Regions from separate parts of the Anser cygnoides genome. Here region 1 is linked to region 2. A link is a contact called in public Hi-C data. All regions are on one chromosome and are shown on one strand. The core of a region is the stretch at or near the end of the contact, and the rest is flanking DNA. Distances in the headings are between cores, read along the strand shown. Region 1 holds the start of EDEM3 (ER degradation enhancing alpha-mannosidase like protein 3). Region 2 holds the start of SWT1 (SWT1 RNA endoribonuclease homolog).

The links. Hi-C and Micro-C count contacts between places; a contact is called where the count stands out from the background.
Region 1: a Hi-C map of liver shows a contact between it and region 2, with 2.1 times the contacts expected there. The contact joins the promoter of EDEM3 here to the promoter of SWT1 in region 2. A contact is called at or near these places in 2 of 7 Hi-C or Micro-C datasets (granulosa cells and liver).

Annotation. Positions count from the first base shown.
Region 1 is chr8:16,781,612-16,786,082 of Taihu_goose_T2T_genome, forward strand. It overlaps EDEM3 (ER degradation enhancing alpha-mannosidase like protein 3), which reads left to right and starts at 1,593. Exons shown (of 21, transcript XM_067001467.1): 1 at 1,593-1,897; 2 at 4,143-4,188. The coding sequence starts at 1,725. It overlaps NIBAN1 (niban apoptosis regulator 1), which reads left to right. Exons shown (of 14, transcript XM_048059237.2): 14 at 1-169.
Region 2 is chr8:16,641,606-16,646,598 of Taihu_goose_T2T_genome, forward strand. It overlaps SWT1 (SWT1 RNA endoribonuclease homolog), which reads right to left and starts at 2,063. Exons shown (of 19, transcript XM_067001477.1): 1 at 1,905-2,063; 2 at 657-731. The coding sequence starts at 722. It overlaps TRMT1L (tRNA methyltransferase 1 like), which reads left to right and starts at 2,155. Exons shown (of 16, transcript XM_048059239.2): 1 at 2,155-2,349; 2 at 4,203-4,355. The coding sequence starts at 2,205.

The DNA.
Region 1 (4,471 bases), core at 343-2,842, 140 kb after region 2:
TGTGTAAAGTCTGTTATTTAATGCTATCAAAATCTGCTATAATACTAACAGAGAATGGATACTAGAGGAATAGGCAAATATTACTGCCTAAGTATGGAACATGTTGAGTAACTCGACAGAGTGGAGTGTCACTGTTGTAAAATAAATGCAACTCCTATTTATTCCAGAAGCTGTAGTGCGGTGTACAAACATTAATGTCACATATGTTTTCCTTGCAAAAGTACTTTTGAATAGTTTCCTCCTTCATGCAAAATTGCTTAGTTATTTCACTGTCAGCTTTTTCTTTCCTTTTTTTTTTTCTTTTTGGTAACAAATCATTAGCTATTTCTAATTGGTACTAAACATTAAGTGACTTCAAATTTATAACGTGCTTTAGAGTTGGGCAGTGGCAGTCTCTTTTAGCAATGTCATGGAATAGGGGGCATGAAGTTTTTCTACGAAGATGCGTACAAAAGAGGATGGCAAGATGGTGACGGTTACTCTGCAAAAACGGCTGTGTTCTGCAAAAGCTGTTTATGACTAACATGGATTAGAGACATCTGTACATACACAGTACAAAAAATATACTTGGCATTAACACTCCCATCAAAGCCATTTTTGAGTTATTCCTATGGCAGGCTTAGATCAGGGTCATGTTTTCCTGTAGGTATTCGAGCACGGTGGTGTTGAATGCAGGCGCTCAGCGCGCTTGTTCTTCACAAGTAGGATGCGAAACGGCAGCAAAGACTTGTCCCCAGCATCTCCCTGTCGGCAGATTTGTACTGAAATTCAGCACTTCACGGGCATCTTTTGTCTTTGCGTATGTTTTCTGACACGCCGTGGTGCTTGCAGAGGGACGGACGGAGAGCGGCGTTCTTCACGCCTCTAACGAGGCCTTGGGATAACAACGGGGTGTGGGGATCGGGTCGCGGTGACAGGAACGCCGAGGCCCGCGACCCGCACGGTTTCACCGGGCCGCTGCGGGTACAAGAAGCCACCGGTCGGTGCTTCTGGCCCGTGTCTGCAAGGAGCTCCTGCCCGTGCCGGGCCCGGCTGCTGTGGGGAGCCCTGCCGGGCCCGGCACGGCGGCAGCGGGCACGCCGCTCTGCGCGACGCCGGTGACGGGAACAAATCCCGCCCCGCCCTTCCGCGGCCAGCGGGGCCGGTTCGGGGCCGGGTCACAGCGCGGGGCGCTGCCGGGTCAAACACGGGGGCTCTGGGCGGCTCCGCGGGCTGAGGGCTGCGCCGCGGGCCCGCCCCGCGCCTTTACGCCCGGCGTCCGCGGGCGCCGCCGGACTCGAACGCGAAGCGAGCGAAGGTGCGGCGGCAGCGGGCGCACCGCCGGCTCCGCGCGACGGCGCCGAACTACACCTCCCGGCGAGCGCGCGGCAGCCGCCCGCTGCGGAGCGGCGGCGGAGCGCGCGCGAGGCACGCCGGGAGCTGTAGTCCGGCCGCGCCGCGCCGCGCCCCCGCCTCCCCCCATCCTTTTGTCCACGTCGCCTCTCGCGCCTGCCGCGGTCACGTGGCCCCCGGCGCCCTCGCGCCGCCGCGGCCCGCTCCCATTGGCCCGCCGGGGCGGGGCCGAACCCGGAAGCGGCGGCGCGAGGCCGTTCCCTTGGCTACGCCGCGGGAGGGCCGGGCCGGGCCGGGCCCCGCCGCCGGGAGCCGCGGCCGCCGCGCCGCCAGGGGCGGGATGGGCCGGGGCCGGGCCTGGGCCTAGCGGCAGCGGGCGGGCGGCCGCGGCCATGAGCGGAGCTGCGGGCTGCCGGGGCGGCGGCGGCGGCGGCGGCGGCGAGCGGGGGCCTCGCTGGAGGAGGCCGTGGAGGCTGCTGGCGCTCGGCCTCCTCTCCGCCTCCTCCGTGCTGGCGGCCGCGCCGGGAGCCGGGGCCATGAGCAAGGAGGAGAAGCGGCGGCTGGGGTGAGCCGGGGCGGGGCGGGGAGGGGGCGGCGGGGACGGGGCCGCGGCCTCTGGCGGGTCCTGCCGGCGGCCCCTGGCCGGCTCCAGCCCTCCGCCGGGCGCTGGAGCCGCGGCCTCGGGGGTTGCGGCCGCCGCCCGGGTGCCGCGGGTCCAGGCGGGCGGAGGTGAGCGTCCCTCCGCGGGCCGGCCGGCGGGCGCCTCGCGGCCGCACCTGGGGAACGCGGCTGGGGGGGGGGTAATAAAAAGGAGACCTCGGCGCGTGTTTCTGCCCGCTTCCGTTGCTGAAGGCGAATCGCAGCGCTCCCTGTTCCCTAGCGTAGCCCAGGTTAGGAAGGACCCCCGAGGGGGGTCGCCGAGCCCAACTCCTGGCTCCACTTGGGGCCCCTTGCAAACAGACGCTGTGTCTGAGAGCCGTGCCCAAACGCTTCCCGAGCTCCCGCGGGCTCGGGGGCTGTGACCGCTGCTCTGGGCAGCCTGTGCCGGCGCCCAGCCTGCCCCAGTCTGTGCTGTAAAGCAACCTTAATAAAACTCTGTGCAAGAGGCCCAGAACGTGTCTCAATCAAAGCGCAGATAACGAAACCAAAGGAAATCACAACTGGAAGCTTGTCTTCACGTTTATATTTGTGTGAGTCCTTTAGTAAGGCACAGTAAGTTTAGATGGGTCATCTCGTCCTGTGAACCTTGACATTCTACAGTAGAATCATAGATTCTTTTGTATACGTGTAAGAAGCTGATTTGCTTTTAACATGGTTTTCAGTTGTATGATAAAGACTACAATGTAGGTGGCAATGTATTGCACTGCATGAAGTACTTGGTTTTTTTAGACAGACCTTTAATCAAGCTCAGCATGATCTTATTGCCAGGGCAGCTTCATCGTCATCGTGTTCACATCAGCTGGTCACCTGCAGAGAATAATGATGCAAAATGTGCGGGGAAAGCACTGTGGAGACTTCCAGTTATTAATCACTGGACATAAGCTGATATTTAACTTCAGTAACGCTTATAGTTAGTTGGGCTTTGCATCTTGGGTTGTCAGGGTACATACGTTGTGTGCTTTCCTCGTGTCACCACTTAATGGGTTTAAACTTCCCCCTTTGGTTTAAATTTTTTGTGTTCGTAAATTCAACTCCGTGCACCTGCTGCCCCCGGTGTGTGCAAGCGGTCTTGCCACCGTTTGTGTCTGGGGGCTCTCAGCTGGGTGGCTTACTGGAGGTAAGCCGTGCCTCTGTTCCAGGACAAGGTCGTGTCAGTCACAGAAGTCCTTTCTGAAAGTGTCCTGTAAAAGCAAGTTGCATGTAGAGAACTAAAGGCTGTGAGAAGCTTTGTGTGTGCTAAATCACAGGTCAGCATGGTGTGCCTGGTGCAGCTGGAGCTCGTGCTCGAGTGTGGCCGCAGGTGCGGGCACTGCGGGCTGGATGAAGCCTCCAAAGTACCAGGAAAAAGCATCCTGTCCTTTCTTTTGATGGCTTGGTACACCAGATGAGTGAAAACTACTGCTTAGTTTCAAGTCATTGAACTAAATCAGTTATTTGGAGTATAATTGTGCTGTTCCTGTCTCTTGGGTTTGGTTTTATCATCGGAGACTGTGAGTTATATAGCTGTTAGCTTAGAAATTAGCATGCTCTGTTGTAAGCATGGCTAGGTACTCAGGAAAACAGTTAGGTACAAATGGAAGCGGTGCGCTCTTGGGAAGACAGCACTGTTTTATGTGGCAGTGCTGCTCACCTTGACTGCTTCTCAAACACGTACAATAAATGTATCTGTGAGGATTTTCTTTACTGTGTGCTTGCCAAGACTCCTAATTCAAGGAAGATGTGTATCTCATCACTTATCTGAATCACAGATCGGAATTTAACGCTATGTCAGTTGGTTTTAGTGGGGGAGATTACAAGACGAACATAACTCTATGTGCTGGTTTTTGCTGAGCAAGGAACGTGTCCTGTCTCTGGCTTTAACGTATTAGTGACATCTACAGCTATCGAAGAGGAAGCACAGGAGGCTGAAAGAGTCCCCACATGCCAAATACTTAATTTTGTGTTAGGCAAAGGAAAAGCCAAATAGCAGCCAGATCAGGGAAAACTGTTTGCCTTGTTTCATTTACTTGAGTAGAGTACGCTAGTAGAGGAGCTGTTCCTGAGACTGAGATTACGGTAGCACATCTTGCTGTTCTAAGATAGCATGGTAAAGGGCGTTGTGATGCAGACCACCAATGCTGTTCTTTTTAATTTTTGTTTTTGTTTTTTAGAAACCAAGTGCTGGAAATGTTTGATCATGCGTACAGCAATTATATGGTAAGGAAAATACCTGTTTGTTGAATTGTTCTTGGAATTGTTATTGCTGACCTGGAAGAGAAAGCAGGGTACAGTACTTGATGTTCTAGAGAAATAACAGGAAGGTATTGGGGGAAAATAAAGCTAAAATAAATAAGAGCATCTGTGTACCCTTTAACAGGAATTGAACAAATCTTACTTTCAGGAGGAGCGGTGTCAGGAGAGTTACAGTGGATTTCAGAATGGTAGCTAGGAATTGCTAGCTGTAACTCTGTCAATCTCTGCCTGATGCTTCCTCAGACTG
Region 2 (4,993 bases), core at 813-3,312:
GCTTTACGAAAACCAAAGGAAAAATCTAGCAAACTGAAGCATGGATTTATTAAATTACTGGTTTATTGGCTATATATTACACTAGTAGTAGGAAATCTTTCCAGAAGTTCAAATGAACAATCAAAAGATCAATGGGAAGCTACATACAAGCATAACCAAAATGATTATCTATGATTATTTTACACACACACAACACACCCTACAATATACTAAGAATCTACATACAATTTTAGTCATTGCTTTGAATCTCATTGGTTAAGAGGAAATACCCAAGAGTCGCTTGTTAAAATATTGCAACTAATCATAAGTTATATATATATATATGAGCCAAGATAATGAACAACCCAGGAAAATGGTAGTAGTTTTGGTTACAGATTTCAGCTCTGCATTCCTCACCAGGAAGTTACGCTTAAAAAAAACAACTCACAACTTCCGACACGTATTCCACCCAGAGGCTCTAGAGAAAAACATATACCAGCTACCTGACTAGAACTTAGTAATTATCTGACAAATTCAGTCCTCCTGTTTTTAGTGGTCCTACCTTTCATTGTAAAGTTTGATTCATCCTTCCATAACAAAACTGCTAAATAATTCGTGTTCCTCCCTTGAACATGGGCATATGATTAAAAAAAAAAAATTAATACAACTATTCCTACTTTGTCATCCTGGCCATCCAAACTGTCCTCCTTTCCAGTTAATTTCTTCAGTTTCTTTTTAGGCATCTTCAAACCCTAAGGGAAAAAAAATAAGTGTTAGTATTATTATTTACTTCAAATTTTAACCCTTACTGGTATAGAAATAATTTAACTTCATTATGAAAAAAAAACAACTTTGTTTTCTCTTCCAAGTACGAGCCACAGCAAATTTGAACAGTGTTGACAATCCATATCTCACTGACAAAACTACCCAGAAGAAAGGGTGGCCATTCCTTACTCTACTATCTGCTTCCGAGATGTAGATTTTCTACTAGTAAACATACCAGATGAGCAGAGGCTAACACCCTTTTATAGCCTTTATTATAACAGTGAACTTCTAAAGCAGTTCCAACTCTAATTCTTGCCTTAGACTCCCCCCTTCCCAGGAAGGAAGATGTTATACGACACAGGGCCCTTTGGATGCTGAGCGACAAAACTACACGTGAAGCAATACCAAATTTGCCATGACTTACTACAGAATTGAAATACTAGTTTTTGCCAATGATAAGCAAAGAGCAGAACTGGATGACAGAGAGGAACAGTAAGCAGTTGCTAAAGCTCAAGTCAGTTAGGTCTCTCACCGTAAAGAGACTAACAGGGAAATCTGCTCCACAAACAAGTCTCACCCTGCTGTCACACCAGGACAATGCCTTCGCCAGGCTGCCCCCCTGGTCCAGCCGCCCAAGGAACACAATTAGTGCTCCCTCAAACCGTGTATTTAACGCAGGCTGAGCCTGGGAGACCTCCCTGCTCCCTGGTGAGCTTGTCACCTCATTACTTCTGCCCCAAACCTGGACGTGCTGCCTCTCCGACCGTGCCTCGCCCCAGCTCGACGCGCCCCATGCGAGCAGCGCAGCGAGGAGCTGGACGAGCCTCGTGCCTGGCGCGGCGCTCTGGGGGCACAAGCCGCTCACCCCCGCCGACGAGGCCAGCGGCGGGCGTGGAGGGCCGTAGGAAAGCTTCACCGCCCGCTCCCAGACCCCGCAGCCGGCTTCCCGAAGCACCGGCCAGCCGCCGGCGGAGCGGTGCCGCAGCAACTGTTGAAGTAACCGCGGCCGGAGCCTCCCCTTAGCTGAGGCCCAGCAAGTCCCGGCAGCGCCTGCCCCGGCGCTCGGGGCACGAACCGGGCGGCCTCCCCCCGGCCCCGGCCCCGGCCCCGGCCCCGGCCCCGGCCCCGGCCCCGGCCCCGGCCCCGGCCCCGCCTCGCACCCACCGCCCCGCCGGCGTCGCAACGGCTCGGCTCGGCGCGGGGCGCCTCAGCCCCTCGCCCCGCTCCGGCCCAGAAAGCGACCGCTCCCTGCTCCTCGCTCCTCCTCCCCCCGTCCTTCCCCCGCCGCGCAGGGCCCGGCCCGCGGCCCAGCGGCGCTCTGGGAAGTGTAGGCGGCGCTCGGCACCTCCCCGCCCGCCCCGCCGTCGCCGCGCCCCCCGCCCGCCTCCGTCCCTGCCTCCCTGCGAGGCGCGGGGATCTCGGTCCGGCCTCTGCTCGCCTGCCGCACGCCCCCGGAGAAGATGGCAGCGGAGGAGGCCGCGGAGGCCGCGCTGGCTCAGCTGCCCCCCGAGCGGGAGCGGGACGAGGAGGAGGAGGAGGACGAGGAGGAAGAGGAGGAGGACGAGGAGCGGAGCCCCGGGGGCGGCGGCGAGGCCGCGGCGCTCAGTAAGGGCCGCGCGGGGGGAGGGCGCGGGCAGCGGCTCCCGGCGGGCGCTGAGGGGGCGGCCGCCATGTGGCGCCGCGGCGTGAGGGGCGATCGCTGCGGAGCGCGGCCGCAGCGCCGAGCCGGGGCCGGTAACAAAGAGCGGCGCTCGGCCGTGCCAGCCCGCCGCCCCGGGCAGCCGCTGAAGGTGCGAGAAACGGGCTGCGGGGTGCCCGGTCACCGGCGGTGCGGGCTCTTTTCCTGTGGTAGCGTTAGCAGCCGCCTCGCAGCACGTGCGGCCGCGTGCAGGCCTGTTTCTTCTTACAGCTCTCTCACCAAAAAAATCTTAGTTTTGTCTCTTCCGTTAATAAGCTGCGTAGAAACCGTCACCAGGCACCACGTAACTCTTTAATAGATGAGTAGGCAGGACATCGAAGTATGTCTCAGGTGAGTTTTCAGCTTTAAAAATAGATCTGTGAGAAATACAGCGATACTCTGAGTTGCAGGGCTGGTCTGGATCTGATTCAAGGTACTTGGAAGAATTTTGCTCTGCGCTTTCTCCATTTTTCTAAACTATTTTTCTCTGATCTCTGTCTTCAGGTGTTCATTCCTCTTTTTATTTCTTTGTAATAGGCAAGATCCGTGTCAAACTGCAATGTTTAAAAGCAAACAGACAAGACAAAGCAAGGGAGACTTAAGAACTGCTGTAAGATCTATTCGGGCCTTACCCTGTCTGTAGTAGTGGCCAGAAGTAGATGACTGGGGGAAGAACAGAGCAACCAGCCGACCATCAACGCATTCTCCAGAAATACTTTCAAACACAAAACACCTTGTGGCTCATCATTTTCTTGAGCCAAAGGTAGCGCTTTGGGGTTTAAAAGCCTGTTATGGATTTCTCTGCAGTATAATTCTTTCTTTGGCACTCACAGACTTGCAGCAGCCAGTGGCAGGGAGGTCTGCAGCATAGCAGTAGGTTATACAGAAAACTTCTGCTCTGATTTTCCATCTGCTCTTTCCATTTGGTCCATCCCAGGTTCTGCTGGAGCACTGCTGATGTCTGTGCTCCCTCTGTGTCTCATGACTTTATGGATGTTATGTACGGGCTGAAAAGTCATAGCCTGTTCTGTTGTTTCTCCATGGCTAAGAACCTATGCCATAAATCTGTTGTTTCTTGTCACCATTTTTTGGAACTTTGCTGGTTCTGTGTCCCTTTTGAGCTTGGGGGATATGTGGCAATACTGTTCAATACGCAGGCTTTCTGCATTTTTTCCTAGAACTTCCTTATGCTGGGTTTTGGAGAGGATTTATACCTGTTCTTTCAATCAAAATTGTTTAAAACCCTAAGATTGTAATCCTGATGATGCTCAGCTCAGAGCCCATCCATTCGTTCCATTCATATGTGAAATGAAGATTATTTTTCTCCCATGTCCACCACTTCTCTTTGTTTGTTTCATTGCCCACTCAAATGCCTTTTTCCAGATTGTTCAACTAGTCATAAACAGTTCTAAACTTCTGCTTTTAAACTTTATTTATCACTACTCTATGGTTAAACATATTTGGACTTCCTGCTTGCCTGCCTTGTCTTGTGTTGCATTTTGCCAGAAAATAACATGCAAATATTATTTTATTAACTTCAAACATCTGATAATACAGATGGGTGAATGGTTTCTTCCGTGGATTCCAAGGATAAGCAATAATCATTCTGATGTTATTCTCAGTAGTGATTATACAATTTTTCTCCTTCATAGTTGTTAGTCACATTTGCTGGTAGAAGCGCCAAATTACTGCAAGCAAGTGAACTCAGTTGTATAATTCAAGCATATCAATGACAATTTTACTGTTGATTTTTTTGTTTCGTTTGCTTGATTTTCTTAAGATGGTGTGATCGACCCTGGAATGGTGAAAAGCAACAACCTGGGTGTGAAAGTTGCTGAGTCAGAAGTGGAAACCAAAGAAAAAGGAACTGAGGAAGAATCCACAAGGGAGTCTGAAAGTAACATTTTGGATGTTTCGTCGGATTATCCAAGAGGTTTGCTAACAAACGATAAGAATATTTGTGTTGTGTGCTTGAGCAAAGGAGGAAAAAAGTAAAAATAGCGGGAAAGAAAGGTAAAGGGAATGTGTGAAATTTCATTTTTAATACATCTGATAGGTATCAATGCTTTTTCCCGTGCAGATGCGTACTAAAATTTGTAGATGCCACTTCAGAATTTGTGCATAATACAGTGGCAAAAGAGAAACCGTTATGTTGGATGACGTATAATCTGCGTCAGGGTCTGATGCTAGAAGCACCACAGAGAGCAGCGAAAATTGTATCCCAGTGCAGAAACTGGGAATTAGGAATTGATTTTAACCTTAGCTTTAAAACCAACTGCTGTATCTTCATACATCAATCAATTGCTTTATTTGTTTCACATAAGAAAGTCTGAAAGACTAATCTTGTAAAAACATTGTGTGAAGGTTTAAAATCACTACAGTATCAGTATCGCTAGAAACTGAGATGTTCAGTGTACTATAACCAACAAAATTGATCAGGTAAACTAATTTTCTTGTTTTTAGCATATTCTATGCTGTTCGCATAGATAAGTTGAAAAATGGGAAGGTGGTTTTAAAGGTTCTCAAACACTCCTAAGGAAAAAAAAAAAAGTGATAGAATTTAATGTATCC